7 separate regions of the Mus musculus genome follow, and all the other regions are linked to region 1. Evidence: chromatin contacts called from public HiChIP or PLAC-seq and promoter capture Hi-C data. All regions are on one chromosome and are shown on one strand. The core of a region is the stretch at or near the end of the contact, and the rest is flanking DNA. Distances in the headings are between cores, read along the strand shown. Region 1 holds the start of Zfp595 (zinc finger protein 595). Region 2 holds the start of 4930525G20Rik (RIKEN cDNA 4930525G20 gene). Region 3 holds the start of Zfp273 (zinc finger protein 273). Region 4 holds the start of Zfp493 (zinc finger protein 493). Region 5 holds the start of Uqcrb (ubiquinol-cytochrome c reductase binding protein). Region 6 holds the start of Zfp85 (zinc finger protein 85). Region 7 holds the start of Zfp738 (zinc finger protein 738).

What was found. Promoter capture Hi-C pulls out the DNA fragments that hold promoters and counts their contacts. HiChIP or PLAC-seq counts read pairs in DNA pulled down with a chosen protein or histone mark.
Region 2: a promoter capture Hi-C map of liver shows a contact between it and region 1. The contact joins the promoter of 4930525G20Rik here to the promoter of Zfp595 in region 1. A contact is called at or near these places in 10 of 39 promoter capture datasets (the 3T3-L1 cell line, cranial neural crest, frontonasal cranial neural crest and 7 more), 4 of 484 Hi-C or Micro-C datasets (CD4 T cells, liver, nephron progenitors and 1 more), 8 of 115 datasets of contacts at active chromatin or transcription factors (bone marrow-derived macrophages, embryonic stem cells, fibro-adipogenic progenitors and 3 more) and 4 of 9 other capture datasets (adipose tissue, embryonic stem cells, liver and 1 more).
Region 3: a promoter capture Hi-C map of pre-B cells shows a contact between it and region 1. The contact joins the promoter of Zfp273 here to the promoter of Zfp595 in region 1. A contact is called at or near these places in 7 of 39 promoter capture datasets (cranial neural crest, hematopoietic stem and progenitor cells, hippocampal neurons and 3 more), 10 of 484 Hi-C or Micro-C datasets (CD4 T cells, CD8 T cells, LSK cells and 5 more), 6 of 115 datasets of contacts at active chromatin or transcription factors (bone marrow-derived macrophages, embryonic hindbrain, large pre-B cells and 2 more) and 4 of 9 other capture datasets (adipose tissue, liver, macrophages and 1 more).
Region 4: a promoter capture Hi-C map of embryonic stem cells shows a contact between it and region 1. The contact joins the promoter of Zfp493 here to the promoter of Zfp595 in region 1. A contact is called at or near these places in 16 of 39 promoter capture datasets (the 3T3-L1 cell line, 3T3-L1-derived adipocytes, the C10 cell line and 12 more), 3 of 484 Hi-C or Micro-C datasets (CD4 T cells, embryonic stem cells and muscle stem cells), 4 of 115 datasets of contacts at active chromatin or transcription factors (bone marrow-derived macrophages, large pre-B cells and memory CD8 T cells) and 5 of 9 other capture datasets (adipose tissue, embryonic stem cells, liver and 2 more).
Region 5: a promoter capture Hi-C map of pre-B cells shows a contact between it and region 1. The contact joins the promoter of Uqcrb here to the promoter of Zfp595 in region 1. A contact is called at or near these places in 7 of 39 promoter capture datasets (the C10 cell line, cranial neural crest, liver and 3 more), 4 of 115 datasets of contacts at active chromatin or transcription factors (effector CD8 T cells, intestinal villus epithelium, memory CD8 T cells and 1 more) and 2 of 9 other capture datasets (adipose tissue and liver).
Region 6: a promoter capture Hi-C map of pre-B cells shows a contact between it and region 1. The contact joins the promoter of Zfp85 here to the promoter of Zfp595 in region 1. A contact is called at or near these places in 7 of 39 promoter capture datasets (cranial neural crest, hematopoietic stem and progenitor cells, liver and 3 more), 3 of 484 Hi-C or Micro-C datasets (CD8 T cells, the G1E-ER4 cell line and uterus), 3 of 115 datasets of contacts at active chromatin or transcription factors (bone marrow-derived macrophages, microglia and regulatory T cells) and 2 of 9 other capture datasets (adipose tissue and liver).
Region 7: a contact with region 1 is called in an H3K4me3 HiChIP or PLAC-seq map of bone marrow-derived macrophages, with 5 times the contacts expected there. The contact joins the promoter of Zfp738 here to the promoter of Zfp595 in region 1. A contact is called at or near these places in 2 of 39 promoter capture datasets (cranial neural crest and liver), 2 of 484 Hi-C or Micro-C datasets (Th1 cells and uterus), 4 of 115 datasets of contacts at active chromatin or transcription factors (bone marrow-derived macrophages, effector CD8 T cells, memory CD8 T cells and 1 more) and 3 of 9 other capture datasets (adipose tissue, liver and macrophages).

Annotation. Positions count from the first base shown.
Region 1 is chr13:67,331,237-67,333,877 of GRCm38.p6, reverse strand. It overlaps Zfp595 (zinc finger protein 595), which reads left to right and starts at 1,318. Exons shown (of 5, transcript NM_177622.3): 1 at 1,318-1,411. The coding sequence starts at 1,406.
Region 2 is chr13:67,829,695-67,832,335 of GRCm38.p6, reverse strand. It overlaps 4930525G20Rik (RIKEN cDNA 4930525G20 gene), which reads left to right and starts at 1,351. Exons shown (of 3, transcript NR_045194.1): 1 at 1,351-1,501. Gm10037 (predicted gene 10037) reads right to left here and starts at 1,230. Exons shown (of 4, transcript NM_001309374.1): 1 at 1,183-1,230.
Region 3 is chr13:67,812,492-67,815,132 of GRCm38.p6, reverse strand. It overlaps Zfp273 (zinc finger protein 273), which reads right to left and starts at 1,317. Exons shown (of 4, transcript NM_198322.3): 1 at 1,237-1,317. The coding sequence starts at 1,242. The region is part of intron 2 of 4930525G20Rik (RIKEN cDNA 4930525G20 gene); the gene reads left to right.
Region 4 is chr13:67,778,369-67,781,009 of GRCm38.p6, reverse strand. It overlaps Zfp493 (zinc finger protein 493), which reads right to left and starts at 1,317. Exons shown (of 4, transcript NM_028402.2): 1 at 1,191-1,317. The coding sequence starts at 1,196.
Region 5 is chr13:66,904,031-66,906,671 of GRCm38.p6, reverse strand. It overlaps Uqcrb (ubiquinol-cytochrome c reductase binding protein), which reads left to right and starts at 1,322. Exons shown (of 4, transcript NM_026219.2): 1 at 1,322-1,379. The coding sequence starts at 1,361. Gm10767 (predicted gene 10767) reads right to left here and starts at 1,257. Exons shown (of 3, transcript NM_001177750.1): 1 at 1,051-1,257. It also overlaps a transcript of Mterf3 not described here.
Region 6 is chr13:67,753,891-67,756,531 of GRCm38.p6, reverse strand. Zfp85 (zinc finger protein 85) reads left to right here and starts at 1,330. Exons shown (of 4, transcript NM_001001130.3): 1 at 1,330-1,469. The coding sequence starts at 1,464. Zfp85os (zinc finger protein 85, opposite strand) reads right to left here. Exons shown (of 3, transcript NR_027969.1): 3 at 1-1,953.
Region 7 is chr13:67,682,227-67,684,867 of GRCm38.p6, reverse strand. Zfp738 (zinc finger protein 738) reads left to right here and starts at 1,356. Exons shown (of 4, transcript NM_001001187.3): 1 at 1,356-1,465. The coding sequence starts at 1,430.

The DNA.
Region 1 (2,641 bases), core at 69-2,568:
CCACTCCTGGTACCAACTCCTGTCTTAGTTCAGTAAATAGTACATAGCCTAGTTGTCTTAGGGTTTTAGAGCTGTGAACAGACACCACAACCAAGGCAAGTCTTATAAAAGACAACATTTAATTGGGGCTGGCTTACAGGTTCAGAGGTTCAGTCCAATAATAAGGAGGGAACATGGCAGCATCCAGGCACGCATGGTACAGGAGGAGCTGAGAGTTCTACATGTTCATCTGAAGGCTGCTAGCATACTACTGCTCCCAGGGAGCTAGCAATGGGGTTTGTAACTTTGACTCAAGCATGAACTGCACAAGAATAAGCCTTCCAAAGAAGAGATGGGAATTCTCAATACTCCATGTTTCCAGTGTAACTTCTTTAATACAGTGATATCATTTGACAGTTATATGAACACATTTCTGATACCTTTGTATTCAAGAAGGAGTTATCTTGATGTTCTGCTTCAGAGAAATGTGGGAAGTTCAAGGCAGATACCACTGATGTTCAAATATGGTGAAATATGAATGATGACAGGATCATCAGAGACACAGGAAAATTAATAAGGAACATCAAACCTAACAAAGGAAATCCTATAGTGCACAATGGACCAAGGACGCTTGCCATCCTGTTGTTTCCAACCTTTTCCCCTTCAAACCTGTGCCCAGGGATAGTGGCCTAGCCTTGGTCCACTGTGCACTATAGAATTTCCTGTGTTAGGTTTTGATGTTCCTTATTAATTTTCCTGTCTCTCTGTACATATACCTCTGTGATCCCAAGAGCTCTGTCTGCCTGCCCCCTTCCCCTTGGGAGAGATGCAGGGGAGGAAAGCAGTGCTCAGAAACCACCTGGTGGTAATTAGCTTTGAATTTTAATTTGTTTCTCTTAACCACCTGAGATGCTGCAAGACAATCAGGGTCACCAAGGATGGTTTCAAGAGCATCTTCAAGAGATAATGCTCAGTCCTAAATTAGCTTCCATATTTTTAAGTAACTGATGAATTTTCCATATGGTAGTAAAATACTTTAAATTCCTTTAAAACCACAGCGTCCTAGCAGAAATAACTAGGAAACGTGGTAAACATCACTGTAAAAGGTTCGATGCACAGGCTAACATAGGGTGCTGCGACCACCGGACTTTAAGAGTCCAAATGCCCGTGTCTGCCCATCTGCAGATCCTTGTTTATTCCTAACTTAACCTACTCACGGGTGGCAGGAATTCTGGCGGACAACAAACTAGTTCTGTGGGTTCCTGGAAGTTCTTCGCACTGACTTGTGGGAAATGTAGTCCCTACCACGTTGACGTCACCAAAAGGCTGGCTGTTCTTATCAAACTTCCGCATTTGATTTTCAAACTTAAGCTTCTCCCCAAAGTTAGGCGTCTGTCCTGTTGAGCACTGCGTTTGGATCTCTGACATGGAGGTTGGTGCAGGGAACAGCGCCATCTTGCAGATCTGAGGGACTGTGCAGGGTGGCTGGTCGGGCGCTGAAGATGATTTGAGCTGACCTGGAGATGCTGTGCTGACCTAGGCTGGGCCACTGCCCCTGGGCACAGGTTTGAAGGGGAGAAGGTTGGAAACAACAGGATGGCAAGGGCAGGCTGGGTCTGCTGACTGCCTCTGCCTGAGATGCTGAAGGGAGCGCACTCATCTTTACTGGGGAAACGTGCTCTGCCTGTGCCTACATAGCTGTAGTCAGATTCTCGGGACATACAGAACACGTGGACGTCTAGTGCCTACTAAACTTTATATCCCGTCCACTACTCCAGTTTGATCTCACAAATCTTCCTAAAGTTCTTGATGTCCAGGGACAGAGAGACCTGTGAGGGTGATTGTTTTATGGAATGTTAGTTTCTTTTCCTTTGCAATGAATTGTTGGATTTATGGATGCCTCGAGTTGAAAAGAATTCTGAAGGTACAATCCTATACCTGAATCATCACAATACATGGCTACATAGACACAGAGTAATTTTGTAACTGGTATGAACCAGTGTTTGCCCAAATATGGAATTTGCCCTTCTGCTTAAAAATCGTTAGACAATAATCCTCTTAATAAGTGTTCTGTCCAAAATTTGGACTCCTTTTCAAATATAAAAGATGAGTTGATGTGTGTGTGTGTGTGTGTGTGTGTTTGTTTTTTTCAGGGTTTCTCCACCACAGCCCTCCCCCCTATCTCAGGTGATCTTGCTTATATTGTCACTTTTCAGTCAAACCAAGGGTTAGTGAGCCAGAGCCTGGCTCGTGGCATTCAAGTCTACTCCCAGAAATCATGGGCTTCAGACCACCTTGTCCTATCTACTGGGATTTTCAATGAGTTTCTAACCATACCTAGGATAACAGACATTTCCTCGTTAACTTTGCTAATCTGTAGAAAAAAAAAATAACAGTATATGAAGTCGGAATCGCAATGCTGCCTTGTACATCAAAACATGTTCCTTACAAAGTAGAGAGAGTACAGCATTGTGCTCATATACAATTTATAGGCACCTTATGTTCATATATATTTTTAATTAAACAGCTCTATGACAGAAAAGAGAACTTAAGTGTAATTCTATGACACATTTCTGTCACTTCTGCTTTTTGGGGAGGAGTCAGGAATCCAGAGAATCAAAATCATCGTCTCCTTTATAGCCAACTCAAAGTGAGCCTAGGC
Region 2 (2,641 bases), core at 102-2,601, 500 kb before region 1:
GACAGGAGATGGAGGAGGCAAGGGGTAGAACATTAAAGGAAGAACTCACAGACTAATATCATTCAAGGTTCTGAACATACGGGGAAACCAGCATGCAAAGGACTAATCATACTGAGAATTTAACATAGAACAGAATTCACTGTTCCTTGTCATGTTCCATTTCTGTGTTTTCTCTAATGGGTACTGGTTGATGTTTGTGACATTTCTGAAGTGTGTTTTACACATTTGACAGCATGTATCAGTGTGCTGTAGTTGAGCAGCATGTTTGCTATGCTGTCTAATTATTTCAAAATTTTTTAATTTCTATATTCATGTCTTATTGAATAATGCCCCAGATTGGCCAACGAGAATAGTCATATTATTTTTTTATTTATACATGAAAATATCAGCAGTTTATGTATTAGTGGGGTCCTTTAAAATAATTGTATAGATAAGCTTTGATCATTTTTCTAAGTATTGTTGTGCTCAACTCAAACAGTATGTTATCGGATTCTAAGATGTAGCCCACATGATCCTTATACACATCCAGCATTCAGGGCAACAAGACTGCAAGCTTCTCTCTCTCCCACTGTTCCAGAGCGTCCATTACTCAGGAAGGCCCAGAACCTTGGCTTCCTGACATCAGTAGTCCATGGTAAAAAATATTTGGCCTCCTTCTTCTATAAGTTACAACTCTGTATTTTTAGTTTAAAAATAGCTCAACAATTTCAGTGTGAGATGAGAACATGCTGACACTCTGAGTGTCATGGTGAATAGCTTCAATCCCAAGATGAGGGAGGCAGAGGCAGGAAGATCCCTGTGAGTTCTAGTTCAGCCTGGTCTACAAAGTAAGTTCCATGAGAACCAAGAGAAATTCTGTCTAAAACACAAACACAAAAACAAAAAACAAAAACAAAAAGCAAAACAAAACAACAGGCTGAAATAACCATTGTGGGCCAAGGACACATCCTGTGTTTGGGGATCACTAACATCTCTAGGGCACGAGAGCAGCACGCAGTGTCCAAAGGAAACCATCACCTAGGGCACAATCCTCATCGTCCCGACATGCAACGTCACCTGTCCCAGCCGGTACAGCAAGGCAGGTCCAAGCAGCAGCTTCTGCCCTCCCACCCAGTTCAGTTTCGCTCCCTCTGAGACAGAACCGGGAACAGAGACCCAGGCTATGTTGTTTTCTGAACCAACCTCCACATCACAGACGACAGGAATGTAACGGCCACACAGGACTCTCGCAAAACTTTGGGGAAGACCCCTCTGTTAAGCAAAAACCTAGTGGGGGGTTTACCGGTTAGCTCCCTGTGACGTCACAGTATCCAGACTACATTTCCCAGAAGTCCGTGCGAAGGGATTTCTGTAACCCACCGAAGGTGATTTCTCTGGTTCCAGAATTTGTCCCTGGCAACCCAAGAGAGAGAATAGAAGGAAAGAAGCAGTCTGCAGCACATTCTTGGGGAGTCGGGCTGGTTTTCCCCCCTCCGGATCCACAACAGGAGATAACGTGAATGTGAGTCGAGTCTGTGACAGAAATCTTAGGAGTACAAGTCATTTCTGGGCCATATGTTGTAATTTTAATCTTACTTTAAAAAAGAATCACGCTGACCCTGTTGTGTTTTTAAATAAGGAAGCAATACACTAATGTGGGAAAGAAAATCATCTTAAGATTCATTAATATTTTTTAACTCCCAGCGGCTCTTGATGCCTCTTTGGTTCTCACGCTCACTGAGAATGTCTTGTTGGAGATGGCAGCAAAATTCTCATAAACTTACAAAATATTTGTCCACTCCCATTCCTAGTAGGCTTTCAACTCTGGCACATTTGACATTGTTTTGAATCTCATTATTCATCACGGTCATATCCCATGGTTGAAAATATTGCCAGTATTTTTTCTTTTGGTTTTTCGAGACAGGGTTTCTCTGTATAGCCCTGGCTGTCCTGGAACTCACTTTGTAGACCAGGCTGGCCTCGAACTCAGAAATCCGCCTGCCTCTACCACCCCCACCCCCACCCTCACCCCCCACCCCCCAGTGCTGGGATTAAAGACATGCGCCACCACACATTTTCTCTCCTCACTCACTCATGAGATCCTTGGGTGTTTGCTAAGTGTGCTGTTACCTTAAAGGAACCCCATGCAAGGTGAGTAGATTGGACTTAGTGCTGCTTTTTAGTGCTCACATCCTGAGGTAAGGGAGGCAGGACTTGTCCACCTGTGGTGACTGCAGGAGCCTCCTGAGCAATAGCTGCAGCCTTGGCAGGAGTGGGGCTTCTGGTCTGCACTTCTTTATCTTTCTGAGACCTCAGCCATCAGGAAAGCTAACCAGCCATGGAGGCCAGGAACCAACCTCACTAGGTCCAGGGGTTTGGAGCCATGATTTCTGTGCCAGAGGGTGCCTTACCTGTTTGTTTCTCAAGTTAAGAGAAGCTTTACTGGTTCCTAATGCCTGTTGTCTCTGCTAGAACTCAAAGCCTGCTTCCTCTGAGATAGCACTCCCTCTGTCTCTGAGATTCCTTTGCCTTATGCCTGTGGTCTGCTTTTGTTTCTGCCCCAACGTGCCTAGATTTGGGAGGTGACCTATCCCCCACAGATATCGTAACTACTGGCTATGAATGAAACTATACCCCTGCATTCTCAATTGTTAAGCTCTGC
Region 3 (2,641 bases), core at 68-2,567, 480 kb before region 1:
ATCACAGTTCCATGAGTGAGCCACAGCTCTTCAACTTCATCTCTCAATCTTTCCACAAGAAAACAAATTTCTTACATCGCAGTCTCTGGTGCAATTTTATGAGTTAATATCTTCTAGTATTTTCCAGTCTGTACTATAGGATCAGTGATAGCTGGGAAGGTACAAAGCTCAGAGCGCCCCCTCTATGAGGTTTTGGTTTTGGTTTTGTTTTTTTGTTTTTTGTTTTTTGTTTTTTTTGTTTTTGTTTTTGTTTTTTGTTTTTTTTTTGCCTCATACAGGTGTGTGAATGTGAGGGTTCTGTCACAGTGGGTAAAGGAGTGATTCCTATCCAAAGTGAGCCGCCCTGAAAACTAACAATTTATCACAAAGAAAACGGGACGAACATCCCATACACCAAACTCCCCCGCAGAACTCCCTGTCCTGGAAACTATGAGCCACACGAACTCAAAACCAGAGTCCTGGGCCTGTCATAGAATATGGGAGGGCTCAGAAAAACCCACTTGCTCTAGATTTCCTGAGGGATCTGACAATAGCAATGTGAAAGCTAGTAACAGCAAGCTTCCCCAGCCAAGGGGCTGTGTGCGCTCTCATCATAGCCTGCTTCCGCACGATCAGCCAAGCCACCCTGCTCTAGCCATGTGGTGTGTCTCAGTGTAGCTCCTTGCTCCATTATCATAAGGTAAAATTGTGTCAATGTGCATTTTCCCTCCTGCCATACGATTCTAGGTACACCTGAGCTTTTAAAGTCACAACATATCGATCAAAGTAAGACGTAAACTCAATACACAGTGACATTGAAAGGTGGAATCATATTCCTACAACAACCTCTTTAAATCTGGTATTTTAAAAGTAGCCTAAAGGTATTGAAAAGCCTTGGGCAATAGCGCTCTTTTGGAGATCTTCGCATAGACTTGTGGGAAATGCAGTCCCTCTAATCATGACGTCACTAGACAGGATTCAAGCTTTCCGATCTCCATTCTTGCACTAGCAGGCCACCTCTCAGGTCCCTGAAACACATGATTGACTCTGGCAGTCGCTCCGTCCTAACAGAGCATTCGCTCCTGGCACCGTGCGTGCGCCCCACCCCTGCACTCTGGCCAAGCCTAGATCTGCATTGCACATCCAAGTGGGCTTCTCTCCGCCTCCCGCCCAGCCCTCACCGGCTCCCTGCACGCCGGACCCGCCCAACCTCAGAGTTCATGAGGTTTGCAAGTCTAGGCTGCACCCGGGACCAACCTCCATGTTAAGCGCGAAGAACAAGCCACACTGTCCGAACTTTGAGAACGCCGCAGAGTTTGGAGAATCACAAATGCAAAATGAACCCGGAAGCACAGAGAGCAGAGTCCTGTCTAGCGGGGTCATGCAGAGAGAAACTACATTTCCCAGAAGTCTATGCGAAGGACTGCCCTGAACCAAAGAAGTCAGAGGGTTTATAGGTCATGGATTGTATTTAACTGGAATTAGGCTCCTTTAAAAATCCCAAATTTACAAAGGGCAATTTGCGAATATGAGTGCAGCCTTTTACAGTAATGTGTATTAAGTTTACTTCTTACTCTGATCAATGCTGTGTCTTAAAAAGCTCAGGGGTTTGAGACAGAAGAATCACAAGTCTATGTCCCAAATTACACACTACCAAAAGAGATGGGGGGCTACTCACTGGTGAAGCACTTGCCTGGAGTAAAGGAGGCCTAGGTTTAACATCCATTATGACACTAAATCAAAGAGGAGAACAAAAACAAAAAACAGAACAATTTTGGTGTGTACACTGAAATCCACAGTTTGGGGCGGATATGGGCTAGGAAACACAGATATCTCTTACCGATAAGCCCCAGAAACCCTTTGAGATTTTCTTCTGTCCTTAGTCCCTTGTCCACACGTTCCTCAATTAATCCGTGTAAACAATTTAATATTTGAGAGAGCTGTGCCAGAGCTTTACCGGATTCTCTTTCACAATCTCACACAACTATTCACCACCAGATGTTCTTCCAGCTCCTGGCTCTACTCTCAATGGGAGGAAAACTGATCTTGGGCTCAATATGGCCAGTGAACTGACTCTTGACACACTATTCATCACTCATCATAGGATTTCTATCATAAGAGATTGCCGCGGAGCACCACAGTCAAGTATGAGGGTCCCTGGAATGAGGGTCCTTGAAGCTAGGTGGATAAGGTTTTGACAGTGACAAATAGAAACAAACACATAGGCAGTTTGAATCTGAGTGTATTCTGCAGCTCTCAAGCAGGAGATATTATACATTAAAAAACTAAACATTACATCTCTTAGAAACTACATCCAAATGAAACATTCACAGATACCAACAAAAATCATTTGGCACAGTAAAGTAGAAAAATCATCCAAGCATTACAACTCTGAAACCATGTATTCAGTGCATTGCAAACAGAACAGGTAACATCATCATAAATCATCAAAATATAACAATTCTAAAAGGATGTATCCAGTGGGGGCTGCCGTCCAAAGCTAGTGGCATATTTCTAGGAGCAGGTTAATAAATCTTTAATGATCAGTGCTAAACTAACTTTCCAGCCCCATGGAATTATTTAACATCTAGTGCCTGATTTTTTATAATCTTCAGTGTATAAATTTAAACTACTTTAATTCTTCCTAATTAAGGCTTTCTTT
Region 4 (2,641 bases), core at 68-2,567, 450 kb before region 1:
GGCAGGAGGATTAGGAGTTCAAGGCTGGCTTCATTAAGGTGCTTACAAGGTGCCAGTCACAGGGCCCTGAGTGATCAGAGCTCCTCAATTCCATCTTTTTGTCTCTCTGACACACTGTAAGTACTTGGGTGAGTTTGTCTAGAACTGTTTGGGGAGGGTTAGGGAACCTAGATGCCACATTCTTCGATAAGAGTTGGTTTAGGTGAGTTTAGACACTGCAGATGATATGCAAAGACAGAACAGCTGGCCATTAAAGAGCGATGAAGACCGACCTCTTAGGATGCAGTATTATTTCCTCCCCCAGAGACATTTCAGCCCCCTCTCACCTGTAACCAACAGCCCTGTACCCACGCCTATTCTCACACCAATTTGTTTCTCCATTTTGAAAAGGAGTCCAAACGCAGTCTCCGAAGGTACTGGCTGATCTATTATTTTCTAGTACTTTTCACTCTACACTACAGAGTGAACTACTTGGTTGACACAAAACTCAAATCTTTCCCTTTAAGGGACTATTCTGCCCTCATTCATATAGGAGTGTTAGTCTTGGGGTTGACGTCACAACAGTGATCGCGAAGGACTTCTATTCAAAATAGTTCATAAATCTAACAGTTCATTACCAAGAAAATGGAACCAACATTCCAAACACCAACCGCCCTCCCAAAACTCCCTTCACTTGCAAATAAACAAGGTTATGAACTTTTGTCAACTCCAAGAGTCCTGGGCCAGCTATAAAGTAAAGAAAGCACCACACACCCAGTTGGTTCTAGATTTCCTGAGAAATCTGACTACAACCATGTGAGCCTGAGTCAGCTAGAGAGCAGAGTTTCCCCAGCCAAGCAGGAGAGTGCGCTCCCAGTCATAGCCTCAGGCTGTCATCAGACACCAGTCAGGGTGAAACCTGCCAGGACTTCCAGCAGTTCTCACTCCTGGGTCCTGAGCCAGCTCTCCTGCGCAGGGTGGACTCCAGCAGTAGCCTCGTGCAAGCAAAACGGTCACTCTCAGAGCCGACCCCATTGCCCTTTCCGCAGCTCTGACCTGGATCCAACGTGGGGTTGGTCCAGCCTAGGTCAGCACAGCACCCCCAAGTCCGCTTCTTCCCACCTCCCATCCACAAACCCTCGCCATCCATTCCGGACCCATCACCACGCGGACCCTCACGCCTGCAGGGCAGCGTTGCACCCTGGACGAACCTCCATGTGAGAGATGCAAACCGAGTACTGAGCAAGACCTTTTTCTTGCTCAACTTTGGGAAAGATGCAACTATGCAGACCGAGAGTAGAAACGTGGTTTCCTGACTGGCTCCTTGTGACGTCATATGGGCAAGACTACATTTCCCACAACTCTATGCGAAAGAAATCCCTTAGAGTGTAAGGGGTTGGGAGGAAGCAGTCAGTTTGTGTCCTGGTACAACCACAGGGAGCCAGTTGGCTTTTAAAATGCTAAATTTAAACCGGGCAGTGGTGGCGGCGCTAGCTTTTAATCCCAGCACTTGGGAGGCAGAGACAGGCTCTGAGTTCGAGGCTAGCCTGGTCTATGGAGTGAGTTCCAGGACAGCCAGGGCTACACAGAGAGGGGGGGGAAATGCTGAATTCAGTACAGGACACGTTTAAATGTAAATTGAGCCTTTGGCAGTAACCTTTAATAGGTTTGCAACTTATTTCTGTTCAATATGTTGCGATTTAAACTCAAAAGTGTACTTATTATGGAATCTTCTACATGTAAAGTTCACACTGATTCAATATTACTATAAAATAACTATATGTGACCTTCCTTGTAGTCGAACTGCTCAGGAACTTAAGACAGGAGGATCCCAAATCCAAGGCTAACCTGGGCCAAATAAAGAGACCTTGTTTCAAAATACAATGTACAAGTAGGGTTAGGGAGCAAGGGGTAAAGCCCTTGACTACAGTGGAGGCTTGGCTTAATACCAAGCATTACATATGCATAACTACTCCTTGTTCACCTGTGTGAGCCATACATGGATAAGACTCCACAACTGGATAACGTTTTCATGTGAACACTGGAAACTTCCATACAGTGAAGGGCATGGATCAGGGACACAGCTGTTTTAAATCATTGGACAAAGTTAAACATCCAGCTCTCTGATGTTAACTTACGAAGAAATCCTGAATTTATCTCAGGATCTTTTTTTGGTCTGTCTGTAAGTAGAGTGCACACATGTTCATCCACTAATTTGTGCTATACAAGAGCTTCATCCTCTTCTACCTGGTTTTTCATGAATGCAGGCAAGTATTGTTGGGGACAAGAAAAGAAACGTATTCTAAGTACTATGACGATTTCACTTTCAGATTTCATTAAATTCTAGAGAGAAACTAAATTCATAGTTCCAGGCCCTAGGGGAGCTGGGGACTTCCGTATAGCTGAATAGCTTCTGTTTTAAACAGTTGTCTGAGTCCAGCCATCTCAAGGGCAACTTCTCCATCTTGCTGGCAGGGTCATACAAGTTCATGTTCCCAGGCCCGTAAAGAACAGCTATCACTCACTTTTCCAAATGTTTTCTTAATTTGTTAACAGCTGTGTGTGTGTGTGTGTGTGTGTGTGTAGAGAGAGAGAGATTGCTATTATTTAAACCATGGTTTTACACACACACATATATACTACATACAGCTGACCCAGTCCT
Region 5 (2,641 bases), core at 73-2,572, 430 kb after region 1:
TTCAGAAAAGATAGTTGATGTCAATGAGAGGGAAACCAAGAAATAATAAATAGTATCTACCTCAAAAAAAAAAAAAAAAAAGACCACTATCGAGTCATAGTAAAACTCAACAGTAACTCCACTTTCTGTCCTTAGTTTTTTATTTTAGACTCTACCTGTTGGGGTTGAGATCTTGAAAGCACAGTCTATAGTCTTTCTGCTTGCTCCATTTTTAATACTATATGCAAATTCTAAATATATCTTAGGGGTTTTGTTGTTGTTGTTTTGTTTTAGGTAAGGTCTTGCAGACTGATGCCAGATTCACTATGTAGACAACTGTAGTCTTGAACTTGCAGGGATCCTCCTGCCTCAGACTACTGAATTCTTGGATCTTGCATGTGCCATTTACTCCTACCTTAAAGTTAATATTTTTAAAGCTTATCCAACCTAACTTTCTACTAAAATTGTTTGATAGGGATTTTTAGGTGGGGAAAGTGAAGCCTAGAAGCTGAAAGTTATCTGGGATTGGTTGTGCAGCATATGATCCTAGAAATAAGGAAGCCCGAATTTGAAACTGGATTTCTCAATTCTAGTTAACAAACAAACAAACAAACCTGGACTCTACCCAATTTCAATGCCCTTGGATAACTTATTGAACTTTTCTGAGGCTCAGCTTCCTTCTCTCTTCAATACTGATAGCACCAGTAATTACACTGATGATTTAGAATTAAATGAGAATATAGCCACACTTCTGAACCCAAAGATTGCAGACCTATAGATTGAGTCTACCACAGATCGGGAAGGGGTATATCTGTGTTAACTATAAATGTTCATTATACCTGTGTTACTTCCAAAATAGTGCAGTATAACAGTTATTTGTGTGGTGCTTACTTTATATTCTGTATTAAAGTAATCCTGAGGTGATTTAAAGAATGCAATAGTGTATACATTATATTAAAACACCGCACCATTTGACATAAAGAATTTGAGCATCAAGCGTCCTCTAGCGTCCTAGCATCCCCTCCATGCATTTTGAGATGCGGTTTGCCTGAAAATCATTTACTACATTACCTGTCTCCAAGACTCCATTTATTCCGCAAAGGTTCTTTCCTATAACAGAGCATTGAATAACACTGTCTCCTAATTTCGCAGTACTTTCCCCATTGTGTCGCGAAGAATGTTTTTTGTAACAAGGCACACAAAAAGATCAGCCTAATGTGTGGAGTCCATTCAGGTAGGAAAGAGTAAATGCCTTCTGCTGGCGGTCAGAGCAGCGCCTGCCCCTCCCTTCCCCTTCCTAAAGTATCCAGGACGCCTGCGTAGGAGCCCGGCGTGTCCTCTAGGACTTACCCAGAAGGCAGCGCTTCACTCTCAGGTCAAAATGGCGGGCCGATCTGCTGGTGAGTAATTACTCCTCCTTTGTGGGTATCGTGGAGCGGTTGTATTTTCTCACGAACTTGTTCTCCTTTTGCGTTAGCTAAATAGCTAGTTTGTGATAAGAGACGTGGCGACCCAGCAGCTCAAAGGACAGGTTTCGCTGAGCCAGGTCGGGCCTGCCTGAGGGTTAGAACAGGGACCTCTGCCGGAAGGAGCCCAGCGGGGCTGACCGGGTTCGGCCTCCTTCCCCTCCGCCTTGGGACAGCTTAGGGAGGTGAGGAGGTCAGCAGACGACAGCCACAGCGAGTAGTGGGGAGCATTTGGAGTCAGGCGCAGGCCACTTCAGTGACAGTGATCGGAGCAAACAGCGCCCGAGCCCGCATGACGCTCCTAAGACTTGTCAGAAGAATTAAAAGGAAGTAAGATAGGGTTATAGTGAGGTTTCAGGTTAACCTTGGCATATCTGGACGGTGAGCTGGGGCTGCAGGGCTGTAAGGACTTTTGTTTAATGTAGGCACTAGAACAAATTTGAGATAGAGTGCCAGAATGTTTTCACATCAAATATTACTCACCCTCTCCCCTCCTATTTTTTTTTAAAGCTTAATCTTTGCCCACTGATGGTATACGTTGGAATAGTCTTTAAAAACAATACTGATAACCTTCTCACAGTCCCTGGAAATTCTGAAGGCATTAATTTTACCCATTTGACACAATTTTAGGAAAAGTATTCTGTTTTGTTGAGTTTAATACTTACGTAAGCCAGCTTCCTTTTCTGCAACAGGCTTTTGATCTATAATGTGGCAAACAGAGTAGTGCCTGACACATTTGTTAAGTAAATATTAATCGATATTATAATCACTGCTGTGTTAACAATTTAGTTCTTATGCTTTTTTTTAATATTTTTATTTTTTGAGCCAGGGTAGCCCAAGTTAGCTGTGTATTGAAGAATGACCTTGAACCTCTGATTCTTTTTTCCTCCACCCTAAAAATGCTGGAATTGCAGGAATGAATCACTATGCATGTTTTATGTAGTGCTGGAGTTGGAGCCCAGGGCTTTGTGGTGTATGTTAGGCAAGCAATATACCAACTGAGCATTAGCCCTTGACAATTTAAATTTCTCTTAGAAACAATTTTATGCATGACTTCTAATTTAAAGGTTGGAGGAAGCCATGTAGTAATCTGTACTGAGGATTAGGAAATTAGAAGGAGATAATAAGAAGGGAGCCTCTTTTTCCTTCTATGGTAAGAAAGTAGCCTTAACGCTTAGGGACTGAGAATATAGCTC
Region 6 (2,641 bases), core at 81-2,580, 420 kb before region 1:
TTAGCTTGTGTCAAATTGATATAAAACCCAGCACAATTTCTTTCTGGTGATGAAACAAAAAAAGAACAATCTGATCTTCCCACTCTCTCATCCAAGAAGTAATCTCATTGTGAATCAGTGACCATGGCACGAAAACAAACTCTTTCCTCTCGTGGGGTTTATCGTTGGGTCTCAGATGTTACCAGTACAGGAATACATACACACGAGATAGGGAGTCCCATCACTCCGTGGTGTCAGTCCAGCCCCTTTCTTGCAATGAGTTCATTCTGTATGATCAGGAACATATTTCTGATACCTTTGTATTAAAGGAAGATTCATTCCTGTGTTATGAGATGAGGGAATAGAGTGAACTTCAAGCAAAAAACAAAACAAAACAAAAGAACCTTTAAGTACTTCCACATGAATGGGAGTAATGTAAGGAGTCCAGAAAGAGACTGGAAGTTGAATAGGGCAGATCCGAAGTAATACAGAGAGAAATCTTATGATGAGTGTTGGATAGTGGGTCAGGAGTCAGTTCACACACCATACTGATTCCAAGACCAGTTTTCCTCTAACTGGGAGAGGAGCCAGGAAGAACATTTGGTGGTGAATAGTTGTATGAGATTGTGAAAGAGAATCTGGTGAAGCTCTCTCAAATGTTAAATTGTTTACACGGATATCGGAGGAACGTGTGGACAAGGGGACTAAGGACAGATGAAAATCTCAAAGGGTTTCTGGGACTTATAGGTAAGAGACATCTGTGTTCCCTAGTCCACGCCCCAAACCGTGGATTTCAGTGTACACATCAAATCTGTTCGGTTATTTTTTTTTCCTCTTTGATTTAGTGTCATAATGGGTATTAAACCAAGGCCTCCTTCACTCCAGGCAAGTGCTTCACCAGTGAGTAGCCCCCATCTCTTTTGGTACTGTGTAATTTGGGACATAGACTTGTGATTCTTCTGTCTCAAACCCCAGAGTAGCTGAGATTTCAGAATATTTCCAGGAAACTTGGTTTCAAAAACTATCCTAAAGAGTTTGTGGTGTGCCCTAAAGTAGCTTCTTGCTCCGTTATTTTAAAGTAAAATTGACTCAATGTGATTTTTTTTCTGCCCCCCATAAGATTCTAGGAACCCCTGAGCTTTTTAAGTCACAGCATTGATCAGAGTAAGAAGTAAATCTAATACATATTACCGTTAAAGGCTGGACTCATATTCTCAAAATGCCCTTTGTAAATTTGGGATTTTTAAAAGCAGCCTAATTCCAGTTACATACAATCCATGCGCTTTAAATTCTTTGCCTTCTTTGGTTCCGGGTAGTCCTTCGCGTAGACTTCTGGGAAATGTAGTCTCTCTCTCTCTTTCTGTATGACCCCGCTAGACAGGACTCTGCTCTCTGTGCTTCCGGGTTCTTTTTACGTTTGTGATTCTCCAAACTCTGCGGTGTTCTCAAAGTTGGGACAGTGTGGCTTGTTCTTCGCGCTTAACATGAAGGTTGGTCCCGGGTGCAGCCTAGACTTGCAAATCCAGGAACTCTGCGGGTAGGCGGGTCCGGCGTGCAGGGAGCGGGGGAGGGCTGGGCAGGAGGCGGAGAGAAGCCCATTTGGATGTGCAGTGCAGATCTAGGCTTAGGGGTGGCTTGGCTGACCATGCCAGAGACAGGCTGTGATGAAAGCTCACACAGCACCTTGGCTGGGGAAGCTTGCTGTTACTAGCTTTCACATTGCTGTTGTCAGATCCCTCAGGAAATCTAGAGCAAGTGGGTTTTTCTGAGCCCTCCCATATTCTATGACAGGCCCAGGACTCTTGTTTTGAGTTCGTGTGGCTCATAGTTTCCAGGACAGTGAGTTCTGGCGGGGGAGTTTGGTGTATGGGATGTTCGTCCCGTTTTCTTTGTGATAAATTGTTTTCAGGGCGGCTCACTTTGGATAGGAATCACTCCTTTACCCACTGTGACAGAACCCTCACATTCACACACCTGTATGAGGCAAAAAAAAAAAAAAAAAAAAATTCTCATCGAGGGGGCACTCTGAGCTTTGTACCTTCCCAGCTATCACTGATCCTACAACACTGCAGAGTGGAAAATACTAGAGAATATTACCACATACAATTGCACCAGAGACTGCGATGTCAGAAATTTGGACTCCTTTTGTGAAAGGAGAGATAAGTTGCCCAGGTATTTGTATTGTGTGGAAAGATTGAGAGATGGGGTTGAAGAAATGTGGCTCACTAAAGGTCTTGTGATTGTATACAACAGTCTGCTCCCCATGGCATTTGTATACAGCCAGCTGCTCACCCCGTGCTTTGTATACAGCCTTTGCTCACTCTGTCCTTTGTGCTGTTTTTGCCACACTTCAGTCAAATTGATTTGTGTGCTGGAGACTGACTTACAGCATTCAAATCTATACCTAAGAAGCATGGGCTTTAAACTACATTATCATAATACCAGTATTTTCTATGTATTATCTAACTATAATTACAATAATATGGACACTTTCTAGTCAATGCCATTAATGTTCAGGAAACTAAGAACATGTCATTTTACATTTTATGGTGTGAAAAGTACATTTTCTTGTACCTTAGATCCCGTTTCTTAGAAGGTAGAGGTGATACAGCAAAATGCTTATATCACAGGTCACACATGCATGCATTTAATATATACATAT
Region 7 (2,641 bases), core at 107-2,606, 350 kb before region 1:
ACAGTGCCTGAGAAAGTTTTTCCCTGTGTCCAAGAAAATTTCTTTTTAACAGTGTTGCAGATCTATTCAGATGTTTAAAATAATGCTTAAATTCAAAGAGTTTTGCTTCAGGTGAACTGTAATCACTAGAAAATTTTGCCTCTAGGTATGGCTAATGTAACTTTACCTTATGTAAGAAAAATTTTTATTGTTTCTGCTTCTATACTTGAAGCCAAGAGTTTTAATCTTTCAGTGTATATTGTTTCCTAAGTGGAAAGTATTTTATTAACTAATGCTTCTTAAAGGAAGTTTACCTTAAATCCTTGCTCTCACCCAAAGGATTCAGAGACAATCCTTTTATTACTTAGGGATTTCGCACAGTCTCTGCTCTGAAACAGCTTGCTTTTGAATTATTGTGCCTCAGGGAAGTATGAAATCTTTTCTGTAATGCCATTTGTAGCTTTAACTCAAGCATGAACTACACAGGAATAAACCTTCCCACGAAAAGATGGGAATTCTCAATACTCCAAGTTTCCAGTCTAACTTCTTTAATACATCGACCTCGTTTTACAGTGATATGAACATATTTCTGATACCTTTATATTCCAGGAGGAACGATCTCAGTGTTCTGCTTAGGAGAAGTGAGGGAAGTACAAGGCAGCTACCAGTAATGTTCAAGTATTATCAAATGTGAATGATGACAGGATCAGTGGAGACAGGAAAATCAATAAAGAACATCAAACCAAACACAGAGGGAAATTGAAGAGCCAGTACACACACCATTGTGATCCTAGGAGCTGTGCCCCTCCTCTTGGGAGAGATTCAGAGGAGGAAAGCAAGTGCTCAGAAAATACTTGGTGGTGACTCACTTTGATTTCTAATTCTGTCTTAAGTACCTGGGATGGTTTCGATAACATCTTAAAGAGATAATGCCCACTCTTACATTATCTTCCTTTTTCATATTTTAAGTAAACCATGAAAGCATTAATTTTCCACTCCGTAGTAAGATGCTAATAAGTAGAGATGTGCTTTTTAAAAAACCAAAAACAACAATAACAACAAAAAAGATCCGAGCTTTAAACTCACAATGTTTTAGAAGAGATAACAAGGAAATGCGATAAACATTACTGTGAAACTCAGCTCACAGGCTAACATCGCGTGCTGTGACCAAAGACTTTTTTTAAAGCCCAATTTCCCTGTGGCTGCCCACATGCTGCAGCCTGTTTTTTTCTAACTTCAGCTGCCCAGAGCTGGGCTGCAAGGCAGGCAATGCACAAGACCTCTTCTGTGGGTCCCTGTAAGTCCTTCCAACTGACTTGTGGGAAGTGTAGTCCCGTCCCTTGTGAGGTCATCAGAAAGGGCCCTCGGAATCGAGCTTCCTTAGTCTTTCTTCAAACTTCACTCCTCAAATGTATGCAGTTGTCCTCAGCACTACATCTGGATTTCTGACATGGAGGTTGGTGCAGGGAGCAGCGCCATCTTTCAGGTCTGAGGGGCTGTGCAGGGTGGCAGGTAGGGCACGGAGGGAGCTGGCTCGGGCTTATTGAGAGGCAAGAAGCTGCTGACCTGGAGATGCTGTGCTGACCTAGGCTGGGCCGCTGCGCCTGGGCACGGGTTTGAAGGGGAAAAGACTGAAAACAACAGGATGGCAAGGGCAGGCTGGGTCAGCTGCCTGCCTGTTCCTGAGATGCTGACAAGAGCGCACTCATCATTACCTAGCTGGCCCGTTCTCACGTGACTGTAGTCAGATTCTCAGGACATACAGAGCACTTGACATGTAGCACCCTCTATACGTTATGTCTTGGACACCACTCCTGGTTTGTGCTCAAACAGCTTCCTAAAGTTCCTAGTGTCCAAGGAGCAAGAATCCTGTGAGGGAGGGCAAACTGTTGTGTGGGATGTTAGTTCCTGTTCCTTTGGAACGAATTGTTAGACTCACGGATGCCCTGATTCAAATAAGATTTTCTAATAGACACCTTTGTGACCTGAATGCGACAATACATGGATATAAAACCACAAAATAATCTTGTAGTTGGTATGAACCAGTGTTTGCACAATCCAAATAAATAGGATTTTACACTAAAGATTAAAAATCACTAGACAATAATACCTCAACAATTCTGAGTATGTGTTGTGTCCAAAATTTTGACTCCTTTTCAGATGTGAGAGACTTGACTTGGTGTGATGAGAAATGGCAGGGGGGGCTAGAAAGTCTGAAAGGGAAGGGGGAAATGGCTCTGCTCATCTTCCAGGCTCTGTACATTGCACTCTAATCTGCAAGGATCTGTACATTGCTCTCTAATCTGCCAGAGTCTGTACATTGTTGTCTCTTCACTTGCTTTTCTTCTTTGTGTTCATGTTATCAGCATTGTCTGAACTCTCTTAAATTTTCCTTTATCCCTTAATGTGACATTCATGTTTACTGACACACCCTTCTTAATAGTTTTAGAAAAAATTCTCCCAAGTTTTTCAACTGTATTTGAAAAGCTGTAAGATAGAACTGGAGAGATGGCTCAGTGGTTAAGATATCTGGCTGTTCTTCCAAAGGTCCTGAGTTTAATTCCCAGCAACCACTTGGTGGCTCCCGACTATCTATAATTGGATCTGATGTTCTCTTCTGGTGTGTCAGCAAAAGAATGCTCAAAGAAAGAAAAGAAAGAAA